2 separate regions of the Ovis aries genome follow, and region 1 is linked to region 2. Evidence: chromatin contacts called from public Hi-C data. All regions are on one chromosome and are shown on one strand. Each heading gives the region's core, a stretch centred on a gene start, on an enhancer-like site or on the middle of the called end of the contact. The rest is flanking DNA. Distances are from core to core; before and after follow the strand shown. Region 1 has its middle 36 kb from the start of SMIM14. Region 2 holds the start of SMIM14 (small integral membrane protein 14).

What was found. A called contact is a pair of places that touch in the nucleus more often than the background predicts.
Region 1: a contact with region 2 is called in a Hi-C map of liver, with 3 times the contacts expected there. The contact joins the enhancer-like site here to the promoter of SMIM14 in region 2. A contact is called at or near these places in 2 of 16 Hi-C or Micro-C datasets (liver and tail adipose tissue).

What each region holds. Positions count from the first base shown.
Region 1 is chr6:59,458,921-59,464,626 of ARS-UI_Ramb_v3.0, reverse strand. No RefSeq gene overlaps it. Among named protein-coding and RNA genes, the nearest start is that of SMIM14, 36 kb to the right of the region's middle. Within about 2 kb of position 4,091, at least 9 of the 54 cell types and tissues checked have an H3K27ac peak or open chromatin away from gene starts, as enhancers often do. A contact at or near this core is called in liver and tail adipose tissue, where this site is marked.
Region 2 is chr6:59,422,758-59,428,234 of ARS-UI_Ramb_v3.0, reverse strand. It overlaps SMIM14 (small integral membrane protein 14), which reads left to right and starts at 2,088. Exons shown (of 5, transcript XM_004009779.5): 1 at 2,088-2,310.

The sequences.
Region 1 (5,706 bases), core at 2,842-5,341, 34 kb before region 2:
GAAATGGCAACCCTCTCCAGCATTCTTGCCTGGAAATTTCCATGGACAGAGGAGCCTGGCATGCTTCAGTCCATGGGGTCACAAAGAATTGAACACAACTGAGCAACTGAGCACATAGCATACATGTTATTATTATTTTTTCATTTTTTGGCTATGCCATGCAATTTTCAAGATCTCAGTTCCCGGACCAGCAATTGAACCTGGGCCATGGCAGTGAGAGCCCGGAATCCTAACCAGTAGGCCCTCAGGGAACTCTGTAATAACGTTATTTTTTAGTGCTTTGTAAATAGTATTTAGGCATCACTGGTACTCTTGACTGGCAAATCCCATGAACAGATGAGCCTGGTAGGCTACAGTCCATGGGGTAGCTAGGAGTCAGACACAACTTAGCGACTTCTCTTTCACTTTTCACTTTCATGCATTGGAGAAGGAAATGGCAACCCACTCCATTGTTCTTGCCTGGAGAGTCCCAGGGATGGGGGTACCTGGTGGGCTGCCATCTCTGGGGCCGCACAGAGTCAGACACAACTGAAGCGACTTAGCAGCAGCAGGTATCTCAATGGTAAAGAATCCTCCTGCCAATGCAGGATATTCATGTTTGATCCCTGGGTCGGGAAGATACTCTGGAGAAGGGAATGGCAACCCACTCCGGTATCCTTGCCTGGGAAATCCAATAGACAGAGGAGCCTGGTGGACTATAATCCTTAGGGTCGCAAAGAGTTGAACACAACAACTAAACAACAACAAAAATAGTGTTTAGTTTTTGTATTTTCCAGTAGTTTGTTGCTAAGATGTTGACATCCATTGATTCTTTAACTCTGATTCCTTGCTAAATTTAATAATTAAAGCACTTTACTGTGTATTCCCTATGATTTTCTGTGTAACAAATCAATCACATAATCTGCAAATAGAAACAGTTTTACTTTTCCTTTGACTCTCCATATGTTTTTTTTTCTTGCCTTATTGCAATAACTAATACCTCTTATATAATATGAGTGGTGAATGTGGATATTCCATCTTTATGTCCAATCTCAGAGGGAAAGCTTTCCCTAGTCCACCATTAAGTATGATACTAGCGGCAGTGTTTGTACATGTGTCTACTCAGACTAAGGAAACTCTCTTCTATTCTTAATTTGATGAGAATTTATGTCATGAATGGTTGTTGAATTTTAGCAAATGCATTCTCTGTCTAGGTAGACAGGAGATACATAGCTACATATATTCATATATCTAGATCTATATATATATATTCACATACTTATGTTTATATATCTCTCTATATATATATCTGGAGCCTCCTTTTAGTATAGCTTGTTCCTCTCTACTGCATTGTCCCGCAGATTTTAGCCAGCTCAGAGGCCGCAAACTCTCATATCTGCCTCCTCAGTTCAGCAAGATCTCTATTCTCTGCTCAGATTCAACAATAGAAAATTGTTCACAGGCAGAGAGCTGATCAATCATGGAACTCACCTCATGAATATCCTTTCTCTCAGAAATTGCAATCTATGCTATTTACTGAATACTCTCAAAATAGTTACTTAATATGTTTTGTGCTGTTTTATGGTCGATTATTCCGCTATGAGCAGAAGTGGAAGCCAAATATAGCACCAATTCAAAAATGGCTTTCTCTTCCTCTCTTTTTAATAATTACTTATTTATTGCTGCATGGGGCCTTAGTTGTGGTATGTGGGTGGGCTCTTTGTTATAGCACACAGGCTTAGCTGCCCTGTGGCACATGGGGTCTTAGTTCCCCAACCAGGAGTTGAACCCTCATCCCCTGCATTGCAAGGTGGATTCTTAACCACTAGACCACCAGGTAAGTCCCTGCTCTTTCTCTTAATTATGGAATAACAAGCTTCTTATTTTTTACTTTTCTGTATTTTCCAATTTACTTCAATAAAGTTTTCCCTGAATTCATGAGAAACCTATGGCTTTAAATATATATATATATATATATATATATATATATATTTATTTATTTATTTTTTTATACCTATAATTGTCTTGCTTCTGCCCTGGAGTGGACTGTGTGCAACAGTGACCCTCTGTTTCAAAGGCCAACATTGCCTTCTGGGATTGAGCTGAAAAAAATCATTAACTAGGAGAACAGTAGAAAACAAATATTGCACCAAGAAATTGGGACATAATGCTTCTCTTCTAGCAGTATGTCTGTATTCCAGGAAGGATTAGGGGCAAAGGTGAAAAGCAAAAGGAAGTATGAATGCCAAATGAGTTTATCCCCATTCTATTGGTAAGGAAGAATAGATTGATTGATATTGCATAGACAATTTGAAATCTCTGCCTAACCATTGAGACCCAAGGAATCATCTAGGTCATAGTCATTTTGCAAATGAGAAAACTGAAGCCTAGAGAAGTTAGTTTGCCTTCAGTTATATAGCTTATTAATGATAACAAATTGGAGTAGAAAGAGTATGGGGTTTTAGTCAAATATTTCTAATCATATTTTGGTTCTACCACTTCCTAATTATGCAACTTGGGTCAAGTTATTTAACTTCTCAGGGCTTGTCTTTTCATCTTCAAAATGATAGTAATCTTACCTATTTCAATTGATTGTTGTGAGAATTAAACATATAAATACATAGTTAATTCCAAATAGATGGTTGGTATTCAATAAATGTTATCTTCATATTCCTTGTAGTAATAGTTATTTGCAAAGCAAGGGTGCTGTCTATAATAACTCATATAGAGACTGTACAGTATGCTACTTTGAGTAAAGGAAGTAATAAGATACAAATACTGGAGTCATACCCTTGTTCTAAAGCCATGGTTCTCAAAACATTTTAAGGAGTATGCAGGACAAAGAAATAAACATATTTTAATTTGTATATGTTGATAATACCTGTGATGCTCAATTCTATACCTCTATTTGGCGGGGCCATAGGGTGCCCAGATATTTGGTCAAGCATTATTCTGGGTGTGTATGTGAGGGTGTTTCCGGGTGAGATTAATATTTGAGTCAGTAGATTAAGTAAAGCAGATTTCCCCCTAATTGAGAGAGTGGGCCTTATCTAATCAGCTGAAGGACTGACTAGATTAAAAGGCTGATATTCCTGCAAGTCAGAGAGATTTTTTCCTACCTTGAGACTGAAATGTCAACTCTTTATGGTTCTCAAGCCTGCCAGCCTTTGGACTGGAACTGAAATGTTAACTCTCCTGGTTCTGTTCCTTTCAACTTGGACTAGAAGTACATCAGCTCTCCTGGGCTTCCAGCTTAAATACTTACCCTCCAGATCTTGAGACTTCTCAGCTCCCACAATCATGTGAGCTGATTCCTTGTAATAATTCTCTTTATAATTATAAATACACACACACATCTTAACGGTTCTGTTTCTCATAAGGACACTAATATCATACCATAGATATACATGTGTACTTACTTATTCTTCACATCTTCAGAATAGTCAACAAATAAAAATCTATTTCGGGGAATGCTTATGCAAATCCACAAGAAGTTGGGAAATACTAGGCAACAGCTAACTTCTCACATCTGATAAACCTCTTAAGAATGTATCTGCCTCTCTGAGAGTGCTGCTTTTCTCTAAAACAACATGGCTAGTTCCAGGAGAAAGTGAGGGGACTCAGGAGCAGCAGAACCAAAGAATACATGTCGATCAACTCATTCCTAAAAGTGTTACCTTGAAGGATAGAAAGTTTGAGCAACTCTTTTGTAACATTTCCTGTTTATGTTGCCTTCAACCAGCTTTTGCAGCTCTCTGTCTATGGCATTTTTAGTGGACTTGGCAGTATCGTGAATCATACCCATGATCTGTCTCGTGACTGGTTGGTGACTGCTGGCAGCTGGATGGGGAATCCATTGAACAGAATACATTTTTCTAATCCTTTCGTATGTTTGGTCTAAGTGCTATCATCAAGTCAGCATTAAATAAATGTTTTATGATTCTGGTTTTTAAATCTCCAAAATAAAGATAATAATGCCAGCTATATATTTTAAAATACGGTAGGAAAATTATAAAATGCAAAAGTATTACAAAATAATACTTTTGCTTTTCAGATGAAATGGTGCAAACAGAAAGTGTTATTGTAAACACTAGAAGGCACTATTTCACTACCGAGGCGGACAATGACTCTACCACAAATTTCTTGTATCATAAACTCCTCCTCTTGCCCAATTTCTATTCAAGAACAAAAAGTATGAGAAACTTTAAAATATACATTTGTACAATATACTAAGCAGTGCAAAGAAAAGGGAAAAGGAGAACTAATGTATAAAGGACACTATGAAAAAATGTAAATTCAATAGAAAGAAGACAGAAACAAAAAACCTGCAATAGGTGATAAAGCAGAAGAGGGATAATGGGAAGAAAATGAGGTCAAAGCAAGTTTCTTTTATACAGAGTAATATATGGGAAGTATTTTCAACGTCACAACTCTTTGTCATGTTGTATTGAAAAATCCTGATTTACAATTAGTCACTGGCTCTCTAGGTCTGTGTGGGCTTCCCTTTCCAACCTTTTTCACCCATCCTATTTCTCTCAACTGCACTTTGCAGAGAGGATGCTAGGGATGTGTCAGAATCCAAAATGAAGACAAGGATTAGGGAGGGGGTTTGGAGTTTCCCTGAAAACGTAAGTGCTGTTTTGATAGTACTGCTCGTTGGAAGAAAAGTGACAAATTTCCTACTTATATCTCCCTAGATAATTATGTATCTGAATGCTTCATTTTGAGACTTAGAAAGGAATTGAGGGGACTGTGAGTGACAGAGAACAAAACTGGCCTAGACTGTGTGGTTAGACGAAGAAGGCCATGGCACCCCACTCCAGTACTCTTGCCTGGAGAATCCCATGGACGGAGGAGCCTGGTAAGCTGCAGTCCACGGGATCACAAAGAGTCGGACACGACTGAGCGACTTCACTTTCACTTTTCACTTTCATGCATTGGAGAAGGAAATGGTAACCCACTCCAATGTTCTTGCCTGGAGAATCCCAGGGACGGGGGAGCCTGGTGGGCTGCCGTCTATGGGGTCTCACAGAGTCGGACATGACTGAAGTGACTTAGCAGCAGCAGTGTGGTTAGAGGCTTTTTAAAAAATTTAACATTTGGAACTTAAGGCTTCACAATAACTTGAGGTTCATTTGTTGTTTGGTTGCTGGTGATTTTGCTTTGTTTCGTTTTCTCTTTCTCTGAAAGAATACCTTCTTCACCTTTTAATTCTTGACAATTAAAGGGATCCAGAAGGAAGCAGCACAGAGCTGGCTGGCTGCTGGTTGTGATATAAATTTAAAGAGGCATCTTGAGATTGGATTCTATTAATACTAGTCTATTTCTGAAGTCAACTTAGAAAAGGAAACAGGAACTGAAAGTAACAGATTTGTCCAAATCAAACACTGTACATTTAAGAACCTAGGCAATCATGGTTTGAGACTCTCAGGAAATTTTTACTGTGCTTTAAGGACAAGGAAATCAAAATGCCTCCTTTAGCACATTTAGATTGGAGTTTAAAACACCTGACTAAACAATTTCTCAACAATAAATACTCTATTATACTATGCGCTCTCTGTGAATCATGTCTCATATCTTCTGCACCTCACTGTCTGTACCCATAATGACTGGCATCCAGCAGATGCTCAACAGTTGAATGAATGAACGTGGAAACATTCCCCAGGTATTAGTCATTCAGGCTATCACTGTCCTGCTTTTCTTTTTTTTTTTTTTTTCTTTGATCTT
Region 2 (5,477 bases), core at 839-3,338:
CATGGGTGCACTCAAGTATATGAGACTTTGTGTTCCACAGATTAAAGTTCCACAGATTAGAGACCCTGTGTTACAGTCAGCCTCTGAACTTCATTAGGTCACATTAGAACTTCTGTGAACTTCGTTAGATACCACTTAAAACTCTCTGAATTTGAGTAAACAGAGTTCAAGATGCAAAGTTTAAGAAGCTCGACTTCTACCTAGTTGTAATGTTAACTTGGAAACGCTTTGTTTTACCAGAAACCTTTCATTTTCTAGACATTTTTACCTGTGATCCCACTTTAATTAAAAAGTCTTGCCCTTAACGATTTACCCACCTTTCGCTAGAACACGATTTTCTAAGTCGACATGGCATTTTACAAATGTTTTATTTTAAAGTTACAGCAATTATTTCTACATAGGTTATTCTAAGAGAAGTCAAGGCACAAGTAAATTGGGCAAAATAAGCAGCCTGTCATCCCCAAACGACTGTCCTTGGGTCTTGCCTCCAGCTTAGGCCCAGGTCACTCCCCCATGCCTGTTAGCTCACATGCTCTAGAGCTATGCTGTCCCATATGGTGACACCAGCCACACCCAGCACTTGAGCCTTGCTCTAAGTGTAAATTCACATCCACTTTTGAAGAGTTAGTATGAGGTAAACATGAACATCTCATTAATAATTTTTACATTGATTGCATGTTGAACCTGTATTTTGGACGCATGCTTGCTAAGTTGCTTCAGTTGTGTCGGATTCTTTGGGACCCTATTGGCTGTAGCCCGCCAGGCTCCTCTGTCCGTGGGATTCTCCAGCCAAGAATATTGGAATGGGTTGCCATGCTCTCCTTCAGGGGACCTTCTGGACTCAGGGATCCAACCGGCCTCTCAAGTCTCCTACACTGGCACGTGGGTTCTTACCACTGAGCCACCTGGGAAGCCTCATAATATTTTGGATAAATCAGGTTAAATATACTATTAAAAAAAAAAAAAGCAGCTCTCACAGATTATACTAATTCACTGAAAGTGACTCAGCTAGTCGAGGTGATAAACCAGACACTGAGGTAGAAGTCCAGGTTAGGCGAAAAGGTCAACTCAGAATAAGGAAGGCAGTTCCTTAGAGCTAACTTTCACCTCTCCTGCACGATAGGCAAATAAGCACCTCTGTAAAATCTTTGGAACTGACACTTTTCATTTAACCACTAGTCTCGCTTTAATTAAAGCCTGTCCATTCATGGACCTAAGAAAACAAGAGTAGCCCGAAGTTTTCCCAAAGTGGGAAACTTCTCGGGCCTGTTGTTCAATGGGGAGACCTAAGAAGGCCAGAATGAGAGAGTAGGAAGCATCACCTTGGTTTAGAAAGAAATGAGGTTCTCACACCATAAGTATCATCCTTATTTCAGTCCCGAAGATCAAAGCAACAAAGGTTAGAGCTGACTGCCTAACAATAGCTTTCCTCTCCCAGTTCCCCATTATCGCTCTATCAGTCCTGCATTCCCGTAACACTCCTCTTGAACTGAATGCAGCCAGCTTTCCGAGCGCAGTTTGCCTCCGGGACAGGGGATCAATAACTGCCACGTCTGTCATACTTTTGTTTATATAAGACCAAACCTCGATCTCCAATTTTCACCTGGGCCTGAGTGATCCAAAACAATCTCTACAAGTCTCATCAGACACCACCTTGCGCCCCCACCTACCACTACCCCCGCTATTCTAAAGCCTCCAGCTGAGGAAAGCCATCAGCTTAGGCACCACTACCCCCGCTATTCTAAAGCTTCCAGCTGAGGAAAGCCATCAGCTTAGGCACCACTACCCCCGCTATTCTAAACACTCCAGCTGAGGAAAGCCATCAGCTTAGGCAAAGGGAGACACACTGTCTACGACACACGAAACAGAACCTACGCGGGCCACTTCAACAAACGCGGGGCCTCGCCCTCTCCATCACACAACGTTGCGCCCCACCCCTCCCAACCGGAACTGCAACTCCGGCGTTCCGTGCCCCCTCGAACCGCGTGACGCTCGCGGCCGCCCCGCCCCTCCGGACCCACTGGGCAGGCGCGGGGCGTGCGCATGCTCGGCAGGGCGGCTGCCTGGGTATTGAGCCGCTGCAATCTGTTGCGCCGCCGCCCGCGGGAGCCGGCAGATCCGGGTCTCGTGGCTTAGAGTGACGTGGTCAGTCGAATCAAAACAGAGGAGGGGAGGAAGCCGGCGGCCAGGAGCGGCGGCGGCAGCGGCTTCCCGAGCAGCCGCAGCGTTCCGGAAGCTCCAGGCGGTCTTTCTGCCGAGGCTTAGTCCGGGCCCCCATCCTCCCCGCCCCGTCGGTTGTTGTCTGGGCGGGTGAGTGTCTCCCATTTCTCCCACCGCCGTTTGCCGGCCCACCTTCCCCTCGCCCGGATTTTTCCTGGGGGCTCTGGCGGGCTGCGGCGGCTGCGGCAGTGCGGGGCTGCTTCTCGGGCTCAAGGGGTCCCCAACCGGGCTGGCGACTCTGCATCGGGAGAAGCCCGCTGCTGTCGAGCCCGCGTCCTCCGGCGAAGAGCCTGAGATTTGGCTTTCTCTGCAGGAGACCAGAGTCGGGACTTGGCAGGGAAGTGGACGGTAGCCACGGGTGGTTTTATTTTTAGGGCAAGCAGTCAACTCGGGTGGAGGCGTATAATGGAGTAAAAAGAAGAGTGAGTGAGTCGTAGCTGGAAGGAATCCCTCACAAACCTTGCAATCTTCACTAAATCATTTACCTCTGTTTCTCAGCCCTTGCCGATTCTGATGTAGTCACCGGGATGCGTCCTTTGTTGTGATTGATGAGACTAGAAAGCTGCCATCCAGAAAGCGGGAGCTTTTAGCCCTTATAGTGTTGTGAATTTAAAGGATTCCCTTTTTCTGTTTGTTCAGTACATGGAACCAGAGCTGACAGTAAAGAGGTGGTACCCTTTATTGGAACAGATAAAGTGCGATAAACTGGTTACCGGAGTACCCGAAGTCCCGTGTTACCATTAGAGCCAGTTTTCCGAAGTGTCAGTTCGTGTGTGTATTAGGATTTTAGCCACAGTGATGTTCGTTAGCTGGAGAGCGTCAATAGGGTGTTTTCAGTTGCCCTAGTTTACAGAATCGAGGATGTGGCCTTAGGAGAATGTCTTGGCTTTGCATAGAGAAAGTCGGATGAGCTTCCTGCACGTAATACCCACGTTTAAAGAGATCTTCCAGTTACTGTGTTTTGTCAGAAACCGTTGGCAGCGTAGAATAACTTGGACGGCGTAAGCCCTTCCAGGGGAAGTCTTGAGCCCCTTAGGAGGCGTTCTCACTGCCCAGTCTGTGGAGCCTGCAGGTTTGTGTTCCCTTCCACTTTAGATGACCCGCCACGCAGATTCTTCTGGGGTAGCCTGCTTCGAGCCCTGCCACCCTCCGCGCCTTTCCACCGGATGAATGAGACCAGAAGACCAAACCTCTGTTTTGTCCTTAGTTTTTTAAAGTTTTTTTTTTTTCCCCCTCCAGAGAATTCATTAAATTGAGGTGTTTCTTTAGCAAAAGGCAAGAAAGAGAGCTATGTATTAAATTGATTGTCATTTATCAAATCCAGGAAGAGGTCTTAGGAATTTGAACTACTCCCTTGAAGGGTATATTATGTCCTTGTGTGGTATAAAATGGACCTCTTCCTAGCAGGTTTCTTCCTTCAGCGTGTGCAATCGAGATCTTTTTTTCTTAATACCACAGTTGGAATGCTGCTGATCGAAACAAATGAAGTTATGTTTTCTTGAAGTTCTTTCTCTTTTTTTATTTTTTAAGCTAACCTATACCGAAATATTTTTGTTTGTATGAAATAATTTGTGATAATTGGAGAAAATGTTGATTAAAGCAGATAAATGAAAAAAAGAAGAAATGTCATCGATATTCTTGCCATCCAGAGACCACCAGAATGTCAGCAGTGGTTTATATCCTTCCAGACTTTTTTGCATTTAGATATTTTATACAGAAATGGTATCATACCTCATGTTCTTCTGTAACCTACTTTTTCACATATTAGCACTTCATTTTTGAGTAACATTACAATTTTTATAGATACTCTTGGACCTTAACTTTTATAGAATATTTGCTGTGTGTTTGCCAAACCATAATGATTAAAATTATGGTTTTAAAAGATTTCCTCTCAAATCTCTCATGATGATATTATAAGATTTATGAAATCAGTATGCATTGTGTGACAAACAGACTTTGCTTGTTTAACTCTTGGGAAAACAGGCACAGAATAGCCTGAGTTAACACTATGGAAGTTTGAAAAACTTTTGCTCACTTGGTGATTTGATTTAGTTGCCATAGCTCCTGTATGTCCCAAATGTTGACCAGCTGTCCATGCCTCCAGCAGTAAGGTCCTAAAAGATTTTACTTTATACACTTAATATGCTTTATGAACACTGAGTCTTGGATGTGTGCCTGCTTTTAGTTCAGTGCTTTATTAGTGGTGCCAAAAGAGAAGCAAGGTTCCCTGCACCTCAGCTTCAAAGGATAAGTACTTAAGAGTATCCTCGGAGAAGGCAGTGGCACCCCACTCCAGTACTCTTGCCTGGAAAATCCCATGGACGGAGGAGCCTGGAAGGCAGCAGTCCATGGGGTCGCTGAGGGTCGGACATGACTGAGCGACTTCACTTTCACTTTTCACTTTCATGCATTGGAGAAGGAAATGGCAACCCACTCCAGAGTTCTTGCCTGGAGAATCCCAGGGACGGAGCCTGGTAGGCTGCTATCTATGGGGTCACACAGAGTCAGAGATGACTGAAGTGACTTAGCAGCAAAGAATACCCTAAATATACTAATAACCCACTTGGGTCCCTTAGTCATAAACTTACCTACATGTGCCTTGAATGGTAGTGTTCAATATGTATTCTAGATTTGTCCACTTCTTCCCATCTCTACTGCTACCGCCTTTGCCAACTCTCACCGTATCTCACCTTGCCTACTGCAGAAACCTCTGGTCTTCCTGCTTCCACTTTGGCTTTTTATGGTGCATCCCCTTTCCCACAGGGAAAGGGATCCTGTAAAATGTCAGATCGTGTCACCCCTTTGTTGAAAGTCTCTCATCACATTCAGAATAAAATCCTACCTTTCTCAAGGTTTGCCAGGCAGTAGAGGTCTAGGCACTGCCTTCCTCTATCTCACCTTGTATCCAAATGCCTTGATCAGTACCCAGGAGTCTGGCAACAGCAGTTTCTTCCTGTGTTCCAGCTGCACTAGCATTGTGCTAGGGACTTGCCAGGTTTGCTCTTGCCTCAGGGCATTTGCACTTGCTCTTCCTTGTGGCTTCAATCTTCTCCCAGATCTTCGTGTAGCTGATTCCATCCTGTCATTCAGGTCTCAGTTCAGCTATTGTCTCTTCAAGATTGCTTCCACAATTATCTCACCATTCTGTCATTTTCTTTATAACATCACTGTCTGGAATTTCCTTTGTTTTTATATTCTGTCTCCTATACTAGAAATTAAACTCTGGGGAAATGAGGACCTTGTCTGTCCTTTTCACT